Regions from separate parts of the Hordeum vulgare genome. Here region 2 is linked to region 1. A link is a contact called in public Hi-C data. All regions are on one chromosome and are shown on one strand. Each heading gives the region's core, a stretch centred on a gene start, on an enhancer-like site or on the middle of the called end of the contact. The rest is flanking DNA. Distances are from core to core; before and after follow the strand shown. Region 1 has its middle 5.3 kb from the start of LOC123398445. Region 2 holds the start of LOC123452365 (QWRF motif-containing protein 2-like).

What was found. A called contact is a pair of places that touch in the nucleus more often than the background predicts.
Region 2: a contact with region 1 is called in a Hi-C map of leaf, with 4 times the contacts expected there. The contact joins the promoter of LOC123452365 here to the enhancer-like site in region 1. A contact is called at or near these places in 2 of 6 Hi-C or Micro-C datasets (both in leaf).

What each region holds. Positions count from the first base shown.
Region 1 is chr5H:531,927,895-531,935,713 of MorexV3_pseudomolecules_assembly, forward strand. No RefSeq gene overlaps it. Among protein-coding and RNA genes, the nearest start is that of LOC123398445, 5.3 kb to the left of the region's middle. Within about 2 kb of position 4,822, at least 3 of the 3 cell types and tissues checked have open chromatin away from gene starts, as enhancers often do. A contact at or near this core is called in leaf, where this site is marked.
Region 2 is chr5H:532,048,667-532,056,485 of MorexV3_pseudomolecules_assembly, forward strand. LOC123452365 (QWRF motif-containing protein 2-like) reads left to right here and starts at 3,946. Exons shown (of 6, transcript XM_045129016.1): 1 at 3,946-5,323; 2 at 6,307-6,426; 3 at 7,020-7,133; 4 at 7,232-7,321. The coding sequence starts at 4,031.

The DNA.
Region 1 (7,819 bases), core at 3,572-6,071:
AAACTCGACTTGAAAAGACACGTACGTGTTTAATACAGAGAGAGGATTACACGGGATGGAGTTTAAGATAGATTGATCTCCAAGTTAACTAAAGACAAGCTCAATCTAAACAACCTAACGAAGTTGCAATAGAATACAATACACATGCATCGTATCGATGCACAGGTCAGAAGTAACCTTCCATGAAAAAACAGAATACAACATGCATTTACCAAGGTTTATACATGCCCTGTATATTCATATGTCAAACAAATCGTGCAATTACACTCGAACCAAAGGCTCGACCAGATTCGTTGCACCCGTTCTTCTTGTCAGAAAGGAGGGTACCTGGCAAAAGTGCTCTTTTGCACCCCCGAGCTTAGATGCTTCCTTGTGAACAATAAAGTCAAAATAACAATACTTTATTTAATTAATTTTACATTTTCTGTGTGATAAACATTGATGAAAGTTTTCACCGTGTGTAAAAAATTGTGATAAAATGATATTCGTGGATAGGGATGGCAATGGGTACCCATGACCTACTTATCCGGCGGATAAAACCCTATTAGAATAATGGTAAAAAAATACACATGGATACATAAATGAAAAGATTTGAAACCCATTGAGTATAGTGGGTACGGGTATCGTTTTGTATAACTCATACCCGTGTACCATGTATCAGGATATAAAATAAAAAAATTGGCCTTAAGTATTATTTAGCCACATATTAAACGAATTATATGTACATAAATCCCGTCGCTAGCCCACATCTAGAATGTGTTGTTGTTTACGCGTATGTGTTGTTGTCATGAAGTGTTGTTGTTTATACATTAGGCTGGTTGTAATGAGGAGTATCATATATACTAGTATCATGAATATGTAATTAGTATATGATACTACATCTGTAATACATAGTATTATACGTTAGTATCATATGATAATTTATTTATTGTCATGACACATAGTAACACATCATCTAATATGATACGGTATTATGATATGATACTGAACACTCTCTTTCTTTATTTAATTCTATGCCACTTTATTAAATTTACCTAGTTAGCATGCGTGATACTACTTATGATACTTTCATTACGACCAGCCTTATTATTACAAATTCTTGTTTATGACTATGTAATACAAAAATTTATGTGTTGCAAATCTGGGTAGTTTTTACCCATGGGTACCCATTTTCCCTGACGCGTGATGGTATGGAAAAAAATGTACCCGTTGACGGATATGGGTACGGGTGATGGTTAAGGTTTGGGTCGACGGGTAAGGGTATGGGATGGCTCCATCCATATCCAAACCCGACGGGTGTCATCTCTACAAGGAGATGCTCTCGCGGACACGCCCGACGCCACGCAATGACGATGCCCCTAGGCACGCCCTTAGTTCGCCCGTCATTGGTCGTCTAGGCGTGCGTCGTCTGGGCATATCGGACGATGCAGAGAGCCCCCGAAAGGCCTCCGTGACACGCACCAATAAAAAGACGATGTGGGGGCGCTCTTTGTGCTCAAAGAACCGTGTCAGGCTGGTACTTCAACATTATTTATAGGAGTTATTTTATGAAATAATTTTTCTGTTATCTTATTCCCTCGCATCTAACCTCAACAAAAAAAAGAACCCACCAGCTTTCATATACATACACAATTTCAATAAGAATACGTACAATCCACGACCTGTAATTAGGCATTCTTTGCGATTACATGACTAATACCCGAGGCAACATATCACTTGGAAAGTGTCTCATTTGCCTGTGGGCCAGTGAACATTTATATGTTCGAACCTTTTGTATTTTATTGCTTCATTTAGACTTTTTAACAGCATGGATACATTTCAGTTGTACTGTAGCAAAATGATTTGCATGGGTTAAGTTGTCATGTATGAGGATGCCCTTCTTGAACGAATATTTCAAGGACAACGAAGAAGTTTTCGTGCCTCATGAACTTGGAGCAAAGGAGATTTACTATGACAACCTCCGGGCTTCGGCACCCTAACAGATTATCTTCGAAAGTGAGGCTTTGGCCAACTCGTCAAGTGCAAACAATCAAACTTGGGGGCTTTAGTCATAACGACAAAGTATGTTATTGCCTACTCCCCTAAGATAAGTGGTAAAACGGGGATGGACTATACCTCATATGGGTTTTATGAAGCTGAATGTTGATCCCTTTTTTGATCATGATCCTCTTAGGGCTACAGCTAGGCCGGTCCTTAAAAATGACAAAAGAAGATCATCACCGATGGAAGCTGGAGGATTGATTGGTGTGCTGATGCATTAGCAGCATAAGCTTTGGGTGTAAAGATTGTCTTATTCCTTGCATAAAAAAAAGGTCATAATCGTCTTATTGTTAACTCTGACAATATAAAAGTGATTGACACGATGAAGAATGAAGGACAATCGGCTTCACTCAGGGTGCGTCACCAACAAGTTTGGAAAAAGTGTTGAAATTAGAGATGGGCCTTAGGCCCATAAGACAATTTCAGAAAAAATCTCCAAGGGCCCATGTAGGTGGTGGCATGACAAGGTGGTGGGAAGTTTAGTCCCACCCCGCTAGTGGAGGAGAATTTGGACCTCTTTATAAGGGTCTCTCTTCCATATGCTATTGGAGAGTGAGAAGAGAAGGTGCCCTCTCGCACTCCTCCTCCGCCGCCCGCCTCGCCACGCCTCGTCACGACGGGTTGCGGGAATGAGCCGAGCCGAGCTCATACCTACGCGCTTATTTTTGCCGGTCACGAACGGAGAATACGTAACGGACACGGCACGATCCGGGACGTCGGATCGTGGGCTGTTACCGACTCGGACGTGGGTTCAGCCCACGTCTCTCCACCCAGCCGCCTTTATAAGCAGGCTATCGCCTACCCTAGCCGTCACGAGAATCAGATCACATCCGCCTCACGCGTTCGTTCCTTGACTGCAGTTGCCGCCGGCGACTCCGTCCCGTTTACCGCGTACACGGTCGACGGGAGAGCAGGCCTCCGAAACCCCGCCTCTCCGGTTCCTGTACGGGAGAGGGGGAATTAGGTTTTTGGGGAGCGATCACGCGACTGCTCGCCTCCGTCTGTCTGCTTCGTCTACGTCCGCGTCGCCCTCGTCATCGCCATGTCTTCACCAAGCGAAGCTGACCGTCTCGTCCGCGAGAAGGCCGAAGCCGAGAAGAAGGCGGCAGAGGATACTGCCGCCGCCACCGCTACTGCTACAGCCAATTGGCCGATCGGAGGGTATGATATGTTTATCTCTCTCCTGTTTCTGTCTGCACTAGTAGTATTGTCTATATGCGTAGATGTTTCTGCTATATGCGTAGTACTTGCTAGTATACTCCGTGATCAGTATGTCATGAACCTAGTCAATGCCAATGTTACTAATTATTTCATGGATTAGTCTACTTGAAAAATTGCCTATTTACTCAAAAAAAGGACACTGATTTTCCCCAAAGCAAACATAATAAAATTACATGAAAGTTCCTACAGCACAGAACGACCACTTCTGACCCTAAAACAAGCCGCCTACATGACGTTGTCATTGCTCCCTGATCGGAGCCATCCTGGCCATTTCGATGATAGTCGATAAGGTTTTTTGTGTATTTGTCCCTATGGACCAACACCCGAGAGCCACTATCACAATTGAACCCTTGAATAGATCGTGAACACCTTACACCAAATATCGACGTTGCATACCCATAACGTGAAACCCCTAACCTTGCCGCTCCGAGGAGCCAACAAGAACCTATGCCTGAGCTTTGCCGACTTCGTCCTAGCGTATGAACTCATGGAGGAAGAGAGCCGAGGCTGCCAGAATGGCATGGGAAGGGCAGGCGAATCTGTGGACTCGACTGCCGAAGATCGAGGCGCCGAGGAAAGGATAGAAGTCGTGGTCTTTGACCTTTTTGCGAAGAATCAATATACATGCGTGTTGCAGCTAGCCTTTTGTGGTCGAATTGATCAAACACAAACAAACATGAGGTGGATTGTTTTATCGAAAAATATGAGGTGATTGTGAGCTTATCTTGTTGGTTCAGACAGAGACGGGGGAGAACGAGACAGAGAGCGAGACAACTGTGCACAGTTGCGCACGCTCTTGAGAAAATGACTTTCGTGTGGGGAATGAACCAAATCCGTGCTCAACAACAACAAGTGAGCTCCATTGATCTTAGCTGGAACTGAACGCGGACACCAATGTGTTCTTTTTTTGCGGGGAACATGAATGCGTTTTATTTATAACCACAAAAGGGTCCTCAACGACTCTAAACACTGCCAGCAGTAACATCAATCCTTCTGTCATTAGCATCGGCCCACAGATTTGTTACTCTATGGTGACTTTGGCATCACGTCCAGGATATTTTACGCAGGGGATTAGGCCTGGATAACAGGGAACTGCTGGTGTCACAATGAACAAAAAGGGGCCTGAAACAAGAACACGACGGTAGAATGATTGGGCGCTCAGATGCTCCGGTAACCACAAATAGAACCACGGAATGTGAGCAGCATTTCCTTAGTACTCCCTCCGGTTCGAAAATACTTGTCATAAAATGGTTATATACTGAGGAGTTGAGTTCCATTGGCGACAGCAGCCTGCGACCCTGGATAATTAAGCAAGTCAATGAGGACCATCGTTCGGCACCAGTGGAGGCCGTGCATGATGATTCCGAACGTGTTTAGTTGGTCGACAAGAACCCACCTCCCACGACCACAACTTCCGAGTAGGGTGCCACTACTACACACGAGCCGTACGACATCCATTTGGTACTTAGTCGAAGATCCAACTGGCGGAGCAGGATGCAAAAGTTCCACGCGCAAGCGTGTTCACTGGCTCAGATATCTCAGACTCTCCCATCACGATCCCACACCGGACAGACATGCCTATATGCGATAGGCTACAGAAGATCTCGCAGTGCCTATTGTGGGCTTCTAGTCGCGTGCAACTCGTTGCCGAAATGGAAAATACAGCTAGCGCATACGCAAACCGGTGAACAATCAATGAGGCTAACTCCAAAGCATCATCTCAAATAAACGTTTTTTCATTCACATGTCGTCGTTTAAGACGGCAAAACAGAGGTCTGTGTCCGGTTTTGGACGTCGGCCTGAGGGCCGCATAGCAAATAATCGGCATCGCATGACTAAGAAAAAAGACTGCCACACATTTTATAATACAAAGATAAAAACATAATTAAAAATTATTTAATTATTAGAAGTCCATGTCCGCTTCAATAAACATTACTAAAAAACTTTAATGCCACCACCGGTTGTTGCCGTCGTTGCTGCCACCGCCGTCTTCAAGCGTCGTCGTTGTTGTCCACGGTGAGGTCGACGTACGGCGAAGACGTCCAGAGGTGGACCAGAGGCGTCTACAGTGGATCATGGCCGGAGACGCGTGCACCACATTCTCATGCGACGCGAACAGTGACCGTGGCGGCGTGGGCATCCAAGGCTCGCACCCACCCAATTAGCCATCTCCGACGCGGCAGCCGACCATGGCCACCACTGGCCAACCATGTGAGCTCCTCCATGGAAAGGTTTCAGACGTCGGTCACAGGATGCTCCACAAAAAGGTTGCTCCTCCACGGCCTCCTTGAAGGCCATCTCCAGCTGTGGGATGGCAACGTTGTCAACCACGGAAAGGGCTATCATCTCCACCATCTCCAGCTCTAGGGTGGCGACGACTGCGGCGGGCTTGGTGTGAGGCCGTGAACCAGCCTCCGCGTGTGGCTGGGGCGGGCTGGGAGCGCGCGCACGATGGGCTGGGCGTTCACCTGGACGGTCGGCAAAGCACGGCTGCCACCGCACGTCGTCCTCCTCGCGGAACCAAGTATCCCATAGAGGTGAGTCTATGGCATACCAGCGGTCATTGACGAGGTCCGACGACTAGTGGGCGTGGCAGCGACGGATCTCCTCCCGACGGGCTCGGTCGTTCGTCGGGACAGGTAGGATCGACACACGAACCGGGGAGAGGTGCTAGTTACTGGGAGGTGCACGTGGCTCCACGACAGTGACGTGTTCATCTCCCAATACCTCTTGCATATCTGAGCTAGCACGTACGGTCATGTGCAAGGAGCAGCCACCGGCGGTGAGATGTGAAACAGTGGGGGTGAAGGAGGAGCGGCGATCGGAGGAAGACCCGGCCTCGTAGTCGTGCTTCTCCTTGCGAGCGATGATCCAGTGCCAACTCATTTTGCCACCGACAAGGTGAAGGAGAGGAGGCGCCGGAGCTAGGGATGGGCACGGACGTGTTAGGCTTTGAGGAGGCACGATGGCTCAAGAGTTTGTAGAGTGGCTGGCCCTCGACTTCCACATTAAAAAGGACGACGACCAGAGGCGCTCGATGGCTGATAGGAGGGCCCGCCTGCACGTGCGCCGTAAAGGCCGGCGGTGAGAGATAGGTGGGCGGCTGCCACGCGGGACCGAGACGAACGCGGATCAAATACGTGTTGAATCATTTTGGTTGTCCGTTTGAACCCAAACGAAGAGACTCAAATTACGTTAGGCCATCTCGTCCATCCATTTGGGCCTAAACGAAGAGACCCACACAATTTTGGGGTGTGCGTTAGAGTTGGTCTCACATGCAAGCTCCTACGTATTACTGACGCCCCTTTAGAGATACTATTCTAAACTTCTGAAACCAGGATTTTTTCCAGTTCTAGGCCATGCACTAGTACTACCCTAGTGAACGCATTAGACACATGGATGAAGTGTAGCGAGTGGAGGCTAAATTTATGTTTTGATCCTTTTATGAAAATTGATTCAAATGTGATTCTAATGTCTAAAAAGTTTGGGATCTGATCCTTCTACCACCGGGCTTTATGACGGTAGGGTATAATAGCCTATCGTCGAGGATTCTGATGATAGGGATGTATGCCTTTCAATAAAAAATTAAAGTATTTGACACAATGTGTGTTCGCACCTACCGTCTGATACCTTGGTCGTAGGGTTATATAGGCTACCGTCAACATATTTAGCGGTAGAGGTGCGTCGCACTGTCGTGGATAAGTTTCCTACTGCCCGTGTCATCGTCTATAGGTTGTTACTAGCACAAATGCCCGTGCGTTGCTACGGGGAAACATGATGTGTCCATCATTAAATATATACTCCCTTTGTTTATAAATATAAGACCTTTTAGAGATTCGACTATGAACTACGTACAGATGTATGTAGACATAATTTAGAGTGTAGATTCATTCATTTTACTCTGTATGTAGTCCATACTAAAATTTCTAAAAGGTCTTATATTTAAAAACGAAGAGAGGCACTGCAACCAGCCCAACACCAAATCCCACGTTCCATGGCTAGGGCCGGAGTTTAAATAGTCGGTGGATGACATGGCAAGCAACAAGGCAGTTAATGGTGGGCGGCAAACAAACGGACGGGTGACGTTGAAGTAGGTTCCTCGGCAACCACACATGTTTAATGTAGGGTGGCGAAATCTTGGCATGTAGTTTGAACGTGGAGGAGTCATGTGTACCCGGAAACGGTGCAGGCGGTGCTCTCGACCCGACCCACTTCAACGTAGAACGCCAGTGAGAGGTCGGGTTGCTCTAAGTCAACATGAATGCGACACTGGTTCTTAGGAACAAAGTTGACGGCATCGGGCGGGAAGGGACGAGGGCAAGGGAGGGCTTTTTGGATGGGCTAGGGCAGTCAGAATCGAGCATGGCAACGACCCGGACCCCCATAGTTTGTTCCGGATTGCGGGGGAAAGTAGGTCTGAAGCGGTCGTCAGATTGATATAGACACGCACTGAATGGCAAAACACGTCAGGTCCAAACCTCACGATCTGGACGATTGCGAGCGTTTTGACGATTAGAATTAGAAATGCCCTTACATACTCACTGTGAGTTTATAATTC
Region 2 (7,819 bases), core at 2,696-5,195, 120 kb after region 1:
AGGGGGTGGCAATGGCTACGGTAGCCGTTGCTACCATATCATCATTGTCATCATCATCAGAGGGATACTCTTCAAGTGCCACCATACCCTTTGGGTGGGTTTTCTTGACAAAGTTGTTCTTGTTTGGGAAAGACTTGGCTTTGTCTTTGCGAATGAGCTTGCCACCGTTGTCTTCCCTCTTATTATAGGGACACTCTGCCACGAAGTGACTCACATTGTCGCAGTTATAGCATGTTCTCACACGCCGCTTGGTCTTGAACCCACTTGAGTTATTCTTGGAGAAATTGGGCCTTGAGTTTCTCTTGTTGCCCCAGAATTGCCTTGACGCAAGAGCCATGTGCTCGTGATAAGCATACTTAGTGTCTTCAGGGCAGCCTTCCTCTTCCTCTTCCTCCTCTTCTTCTTTAGAAGCAGCCTTGGCTTTTAAGGCAAGGTTTCGTGAAGTTGTCTTTGACCAAACGCGAGCAAGAGCATTATCAACAGTCTTGTTCATGATAGTCATTGCAATGAATTCATCCAACACCTCACTGGAGGACAAGGAGTGGAAATCTGGTCGTTGGCGAATGACGGATGACATGTTTTTGTTGAATGGCATGATGGTCTTGAGAAACTTGCGCTTGATCCATGTGTCATCCACATCCTTGCTTCCATGATCCTTGAGGACAACAACAATAACAATCACCCTTCAATAGAGATCTCGAGGGTCATCATCTTCCTTCATCACAAACTCATCGGACTCATCAAGAACCACTTCATAATTGGACCGTTGAATGCTTGAGATTCCCTTGTACAACACCATAATGTGCTCCCAATAGTCCTTAGCCCAAGTGAAGGGGCGCAAGTGAGGAAGATCTTCAGGAGGCACTGCAGACTGGAGAATGAATAATGCGGAGTGATTATATTGATTGTCCGCTTCTTCTCTTGGAGTGAGGTTGCTTGGGTCATGCGGATAGTAGCCTTGCTCAATGATCATCCATAAGTTTGTTAAGCTGTGATTCAAATGAGACTTAATGGAAAACACCCAGTTAGCAAAATCACCCTTAACAAGCTTAGGAGGAGGACCAAGATGATTGATACGCGGTGTAGGCACCGGTCCTCCATAGACCAGGGGAGGTGGAACCGAGGCATAGGTTCCAGTCCCATTATTATCAAGAGGGGAAGAAGGTCGCATACCTTTAGCCGCTTCCTTGGAGGAAATTGCCTCCGAATCCGTGTTGGCAGGTTTAACCACCAACGCCGGTTTGGGAGAACTTTAAATCCCCTCAAGTAACTCTTTAAGCATGGTCTTGACTTCGTTCGTCAAGGTCGTCCTGAGGTTGGCCATAGCCGCATTCAAGTCGTCCCTTGTGACCGAAGTCAAGGCCACAGCCTCGGGTGGTCCATGGACTCCCTCCTCATCGTCATCCATACTCTTCGAGTGGTGAAACCCTTAATAAAGAGACGTGGCTCTGATACCAATTGAAAGGATCGATATGGTTGACTAGAGGGGGGGTGAATAGATAACTACTAATTTCTAGCTTTTCTTAACAAGTTAGGGTTAGCAACATAAAAGTTCTCTAAAATAATAACTAGGTGAGCAACCTATATGATGCTACCTACTATGACCACTAAATCAAGTAAGAAATACTCTACAACAAAAGCATACACAATGTAAAGGTAAGAGATAACCACAAGTGGAACCGATGAAGACGAGGATGTGTTACCGAAGTTCCTTCCCTTTGACACAAAGTACGTCTCCGTTGGAGCGGTGTGGAGGCACAATGCTCCCCAATAAGCCACTAGGGCCACCGTATTCTCCTCACGCCCTCACACAATGCAAGGTGCCGTGATTCCACTATAGGTGCCCTTAAAGGCGGCGATCGAACCTTTACAAACAAGGTTGGGGCTATCTCCACACAAAGCTTGGAGGCTCCCAACAAGACCACGGAGCTTCACCATAATGGAATGTGGCTCCGAGGTGACCTCAACCGTCTAGGGTGCTCAAACACCCAAGAGTAACAATATCCGCAAGGGATTAGTGGGGGGAATCAATTTTCTCTTCGTGGAAGTGTAGATCTTGGCCTTCTCAACCAATCTCTAGGAAATCAACAAGTTTGATTGGCTAGAGAGAGAGATCGGGCACATATGAGCTTAGGGAGCAACAATGAAGTCTTGGAGGGTCAAAGGTAGGGTTTGTGAGGTAGGTGAACCCTTTGTATAGTGGGGAGCAGCGGTACTACCGCCTGGAGGAAGCGGTACTACCGCAAGCCCCAGCGGTATTACCGCCAGGACTGAGCGGTACTACCGCTAGGCTGACACAAAGCCACGGTAGTAGAAATACTACTACTGAGCCTACCACCGCTGGAAAAGTATTCGCAAAAAGTCCGACGAAGTACAACCGCTCAGAGAGGGAGGTACTACCGTCCCCAAGCGGTAGTACCGCTCGACTGGAACGGTACTACCGCTCAGCTCGCGGTACTACCGCTCCGCATGAGCGGTACTACCGCTGGACCCTTTGCAACGGCTACGAAAGATCGAGCGGGTGCTCCATTGCAGCAAAGAGAAAGTGATGGAAAGAAAATGTGCGCGTGTGTGAGTTGATTCCACCCAAACCTTTCCGACGCGGACCCCCTCTTAATAGTACGGCTTTCCTACTACTCAACACTACCAAAGAGAACCGTAAGAAACACCGTGCTCCAACAACACCGAGGGGCGACGAGTCATCTTGTGCCCCGTGATGTATTATCTGAAATGCTCAATGCACACGATTAGTCCGCAGAGGTGTTGTCATCAATCATCAAAACTACTTAGAACAAAATATGCCCTAACAGCAATCTCGATGGGGCATCGTCCGGTATCCTGCTAATACCTGAAGCATGCAGAAACTGTGGGAGGTGATGACTGCTTGTGTGATCATGCATAATATGATCATAGAAGACGAGCGCCCGGAACGTCTGTACGATCAAGGGTTCCAGTTTCAGGGTGAGAATGTTTTGCATGAGCATGGATGAGCGGCAACGTTTGAACAGTTCACCTAATTTCATCAAGACATGGGTGATTGAGAAACTCACGTGCAATTGCAAAATGATTTGGTTGAGTATATGTGTACTCATGTTGGCAACCAATAGATTTTTTTTTTATTCGTTTGCAAAACTATGTGAGAACTACGTTATTTTTATTCGGCTTGTAATAACTATGCTATTTTATTCGGTCCAAATTATGTTATTTGATTCAAACTATGTAAATTCATGTAGAATATGGCGGCCAGCTGGCCACGCGGACACATATGACTCCGATTTGCCTATCCTATGTATAGATGCTTTAACCAAGTCTTATTCGAGTGGCACCCCGTATAAAAAGAAGCTAGAGAAATGAACAAACAATTTTACACGGATCTCCATTCTAACATGTCGTTAATACAGCATCGACTGACACCTCGTTAATTCCTAGTCGATTGAGATTTAGCAATCCGGATCAACCTATGTTTCATTGTGCATGCGATGTGTGGCGTAGTTTCATAGGTCGTTTCCCAGTGAGGCAGTGACCAAAGACAAAAAATATATTTTCTTTTTCGTTTTGTTTTGCGGAAGACCAAAGACAAAAATGAACCACAGTCCAAAAAAAAAAAAACGACAAATGAACGTACGATCCCGTTATACTGTACGCCATGCCGAGGAAAACGTGGCCCATACCAAACCCCGTCGGAAGGAAGGAAGAGCCGCGGATTTAAAAAAAAAAGCCGGGGACGGAACGGATTGACGCCGCCGGCGGCGGCGACGCATGGCCACTGCCCATCACCGGCGTCACGTCCGGCCCGTCCCGTACCCACCACCACGCCCTTTATCCCACCCCACCCCACCCCGGCACTTTCCCTACTTTTACCCTTTTACCCCTCGCCTCCCCTCCCCCCTCTCTCGTTTCAATCGGCCTCACGAGCTCACTCTCCCCCCCGAAGCGCCCCGGACGCTGCTGCTGCTGCCGCTGCTCCCATCTTGAAACCCCAAACCCCACGCCAAGCCCCGGCGCCGAGATTCCGCGAGATCCCGCCGCCATGGGGGCCGCCGGGGCAGCGGCGGCCGCGCCCCGGCCCAACCCGTCGCCGTCGCCGCACCGCCGCCGCGCCGCCTCCGCGCTCTCCCCGTCCAAATCCACCAACGCCAATGCCGCCGCCCGGCCCAGGCCCAAGGCCGTCCCTTCCCGCTACCTCCTCGCGCCCTCCTCCAAGTCCACCTCCACCTCCACCTCCACATCCACCACCACCACCTCCTCCTCCAACTCCACCTCGGCCTCCACGCCCTCCCGCCGCTTCGCGTCGCCGCTGCCCAGGCGCTCCTCGTCCGTCGACCGGCCGCGACCGGCGGGGGGCAATGCCGCCGCCGCCGACGCCGCAGGGCCCAACGGGGCCACCACCACCACCACCAGGAGCCTCTCCGTCGCCTTCCAGGGCCGCTCCTACTTCCTCGAGACCAGCAAGGCCAAGCCGGCCACGTCCCCGTCGCCGGTGCGACGCCCCGCGGCGCCCCCGGTGGCCTCCACCACGCCGGAGAGGAGGCGGCCTGCCGCGGGCGCGGTGCCGGAGAGGGCCAAGGGGTCCGAAGGGGGCCATACCCACCAGAGGTGGCCAATGTCGGCACACGGGTTCGAGGGGAATCCGCTCACCAAGAGCCTGGACTGCTCTTTGGACAAGAAGGGCGCCGCTGTCCTGGCCGCCGTCAGATCGCTGCGGCAGTCCATGGCGTTCGACGACGGGGTGCGCCGCACCTCGTTTGACAGCGGGGACTACTTGATGTCATCGGACACAGAGAGCTTGTCGTCAGGGAGCAATTCCGAGTCCCAGGATGCCAGCAATGGGGTTGCTCACAGAGCACGCCCATCAACAAAGGGGATGAGTGTGCCTGCACGGTTCTTGCATGATGCAGCTGGCAGCAGGATGCATCGCTTTGCAGACCCAGGCACACCCTACGTGACACATAATTCTGGATTGGCATTGTCACCAAGGTCAGCGCCGGTCAAGAAGTCGCTGTTGAATGGCTTTGTTTCGTCTCCACTCAACAGACCAGTTCGGCAGTCTTCACCAAGTAAGCTTGTGGGCAATTCATCGAGGAGAATGTCAAGTCCATCCCGCCCAAGGAATTCCATGGGGTCGAGTGCATCAACGTGGGATCAACAGGGAAGAAGCTCATCTGGTTACGGTATTGATGGTCAAGCGAAGAGGAGGTGGGCTGGGGGCAGCAAGGTTGATGGGGAGCACCTATTGAGAATCTTGTGCAATCGACATTTGCAGTGGCGGTGTGTAAATGCGCAGGCTGATGCCGCACTTGCTTCACAGAAGATGACTGCAGAGGTTAGTGTGTCTGTTAATCGATAAAATCACAAATCTTGGGTATACCAAGTGTCTAATCAGTATGCTTATTTGATATTATTGCCATATCCTGTATTATTTTCTCATTGTCAAATGTTAAGAATTAGAAGTTGATAATTCATGTGTGTATATAAGGCAATCTTGTTTCATTTATATTTAGTGTGTAAAGGGCAACTAAGTTTTAACAGATGGGTTACAAAACTTTATGGCAACAGGCTTACAGTTCTCTTATAGCAAGAGTTGATTCCATGTAATATTAGTGTAACTCCCATGCATTTTCCATGCAATAGCTTATCACATAGTGCAGAATATCTATAGCCGCGTGCAATTTTTATTGGGATCAGCTTTCACACTAAAGATAACTGGTCTATTTATGTGTAATTGTCAATAAGATTCAAGCATGTTACCAGATCTTATTCAGCTGAAAAATAGTTCTTGCACCAAATATATAGGATAGTGACAGGATAAAAGAAAGAACAGACAGAGCTTTGAAATCCCTTCCGTATGCTGGAGCCGTAAACGAAAAAAGTATCAATATATTTAAACTTCTGATGGTGTTCTCCTTCTGTTTCGGAATGATAAGGAATGCTTTTGAATACAAATCCAGTGGTATCAAATTTGTGTAACATAACCTACTTGCTATTGGATTAATTGTTTGCCAAAGCATAGATTTGGACAGTAAAACACACTATATTTCGAAACATATGTGATATCATATTTAATGCTGAAATTATGATGATTTAAGAATTGAAGTTTGAAATGCGCATTCATACATGAACTAGTTGAATTCTCTGAACTTTATTATCTTAGTGCTTAACTGAAGTCGCGAAATAGATATTTTAATAAAAAGTACATTTAGAAACAAGGATTCATTTTGGCCAGATGACTAGCAGACAAGTGTCATCATTTCTGCTATTTTTTCTTTGTTTGTTACTTTGCTGACATTTCTTCTTTTCTTTTACCAGAAAGACCTATGTGATGCATGGATTACTACCCTAAGCATGCGTAAATCTGTTGCTCTTAAAAGGTTACAGCTACAATTATTCCGAAACAATTGGAAACTCATGACGGTTCTAAAGGGACAGGTAGACAGTATTTCCCATGATTTTATTGCATTATTTTGAAATATCCACTGCATTTTCTGCCCGGCATAGTTAACAAGAGTATTTTGCCAACAGGGCAAGAAGTACACGAAAGAACTGTAGGATCAGCTAGCAGTAAACATGATAATTTGAATACTGATTTCCTGTCGCAGTTTGTACAATTGATCCACTATTATAGTTTTTTCGTTCATATAATGATTGTGATAATTAATACTCCATCCGACCCATAATAAGTATCGTGGTTTTAGTAGCAAACTGAGCCATTTTGTTACTTATTTCCTCTGTTAAGTAAATCGCACATAACTATGAAGTTGAGATGGAAACAAGATCAGCATGTAGCTTCTGCAGTGGGATATTGGACAAATATACAGAACTGATAAGTGAATACTGCTTAACAATCATCCATATTAGCTGTTCATAGCTTGACCTAATGAAGTGATAGAGGTATCAACTGAATTAGTTTGGTCAGCACAGCCATCAGATCATTTTATATACTAGAACAATATCCTTTTTTTATCGAAGTTCATTATCAATTTGCATAACTCTGGAAGCCTGACCGAATTCGATTGACATAGATGCCATATTTGGAGGAGTGGTCTTCACTAGAGATGGAGTACGCAGATTCTTTATCTGGAATTGTGGAAGCTCTAACTGCCACCATTCTGTGCCTTCCTGTCGATGGAGCAAAGGTTGGAATAGCATGCCATCTTTGCTAACTTATTGTCATGTGTTTCTCTTATGTTGATTGTTAAATTTCAGACCTTACTTACTACCTCCTTAATTGCAGGCTGATATCCAAGACGTAAAAAATGCCGTTGGCTCTGCAATTGATATCATGCAAACAATAGGAAGTTCAATATGTTCTTTACTGGCTAAGGTACTGCTTGCTTCAAATTGTTTTCTGACCCCTTTTTACCAGTTGCTTGTCTACCAATACATTTTATATCGCAATAATGGTTGTAACACCCACAAAACATACCTGGTACATTATAAGTTTTTACAAGCCTTCCAATTCGGAACGGATGGTTGAATTGGCTGGAGCATATCAGGTGTCAATTGTTTGTGTTGATTAGGCTGATTTTGGTGAACCATCTCCCAGATCATATCGTCTTTGATAGGCCTTCAAGCTTCTGAATAATGCAGAATATCTTACATAACTTTGCCCCTTCTCTGAGGGTCCAGCCGTACGACTGTGCACATTTGCTTTAGCTTATTTTATAATTGAGCTACTTGAAGAGATTCCATATTCATGCCACTTTGCAGTTGCAAGCATCTTATTATTAACAAACATTAGCATGATTGTACGGCCAATTCTTTCTTGCAGCTTGTATGTTGTTACGTGTAAACACGTTTGAAGGGTTTCATATTAACTAGT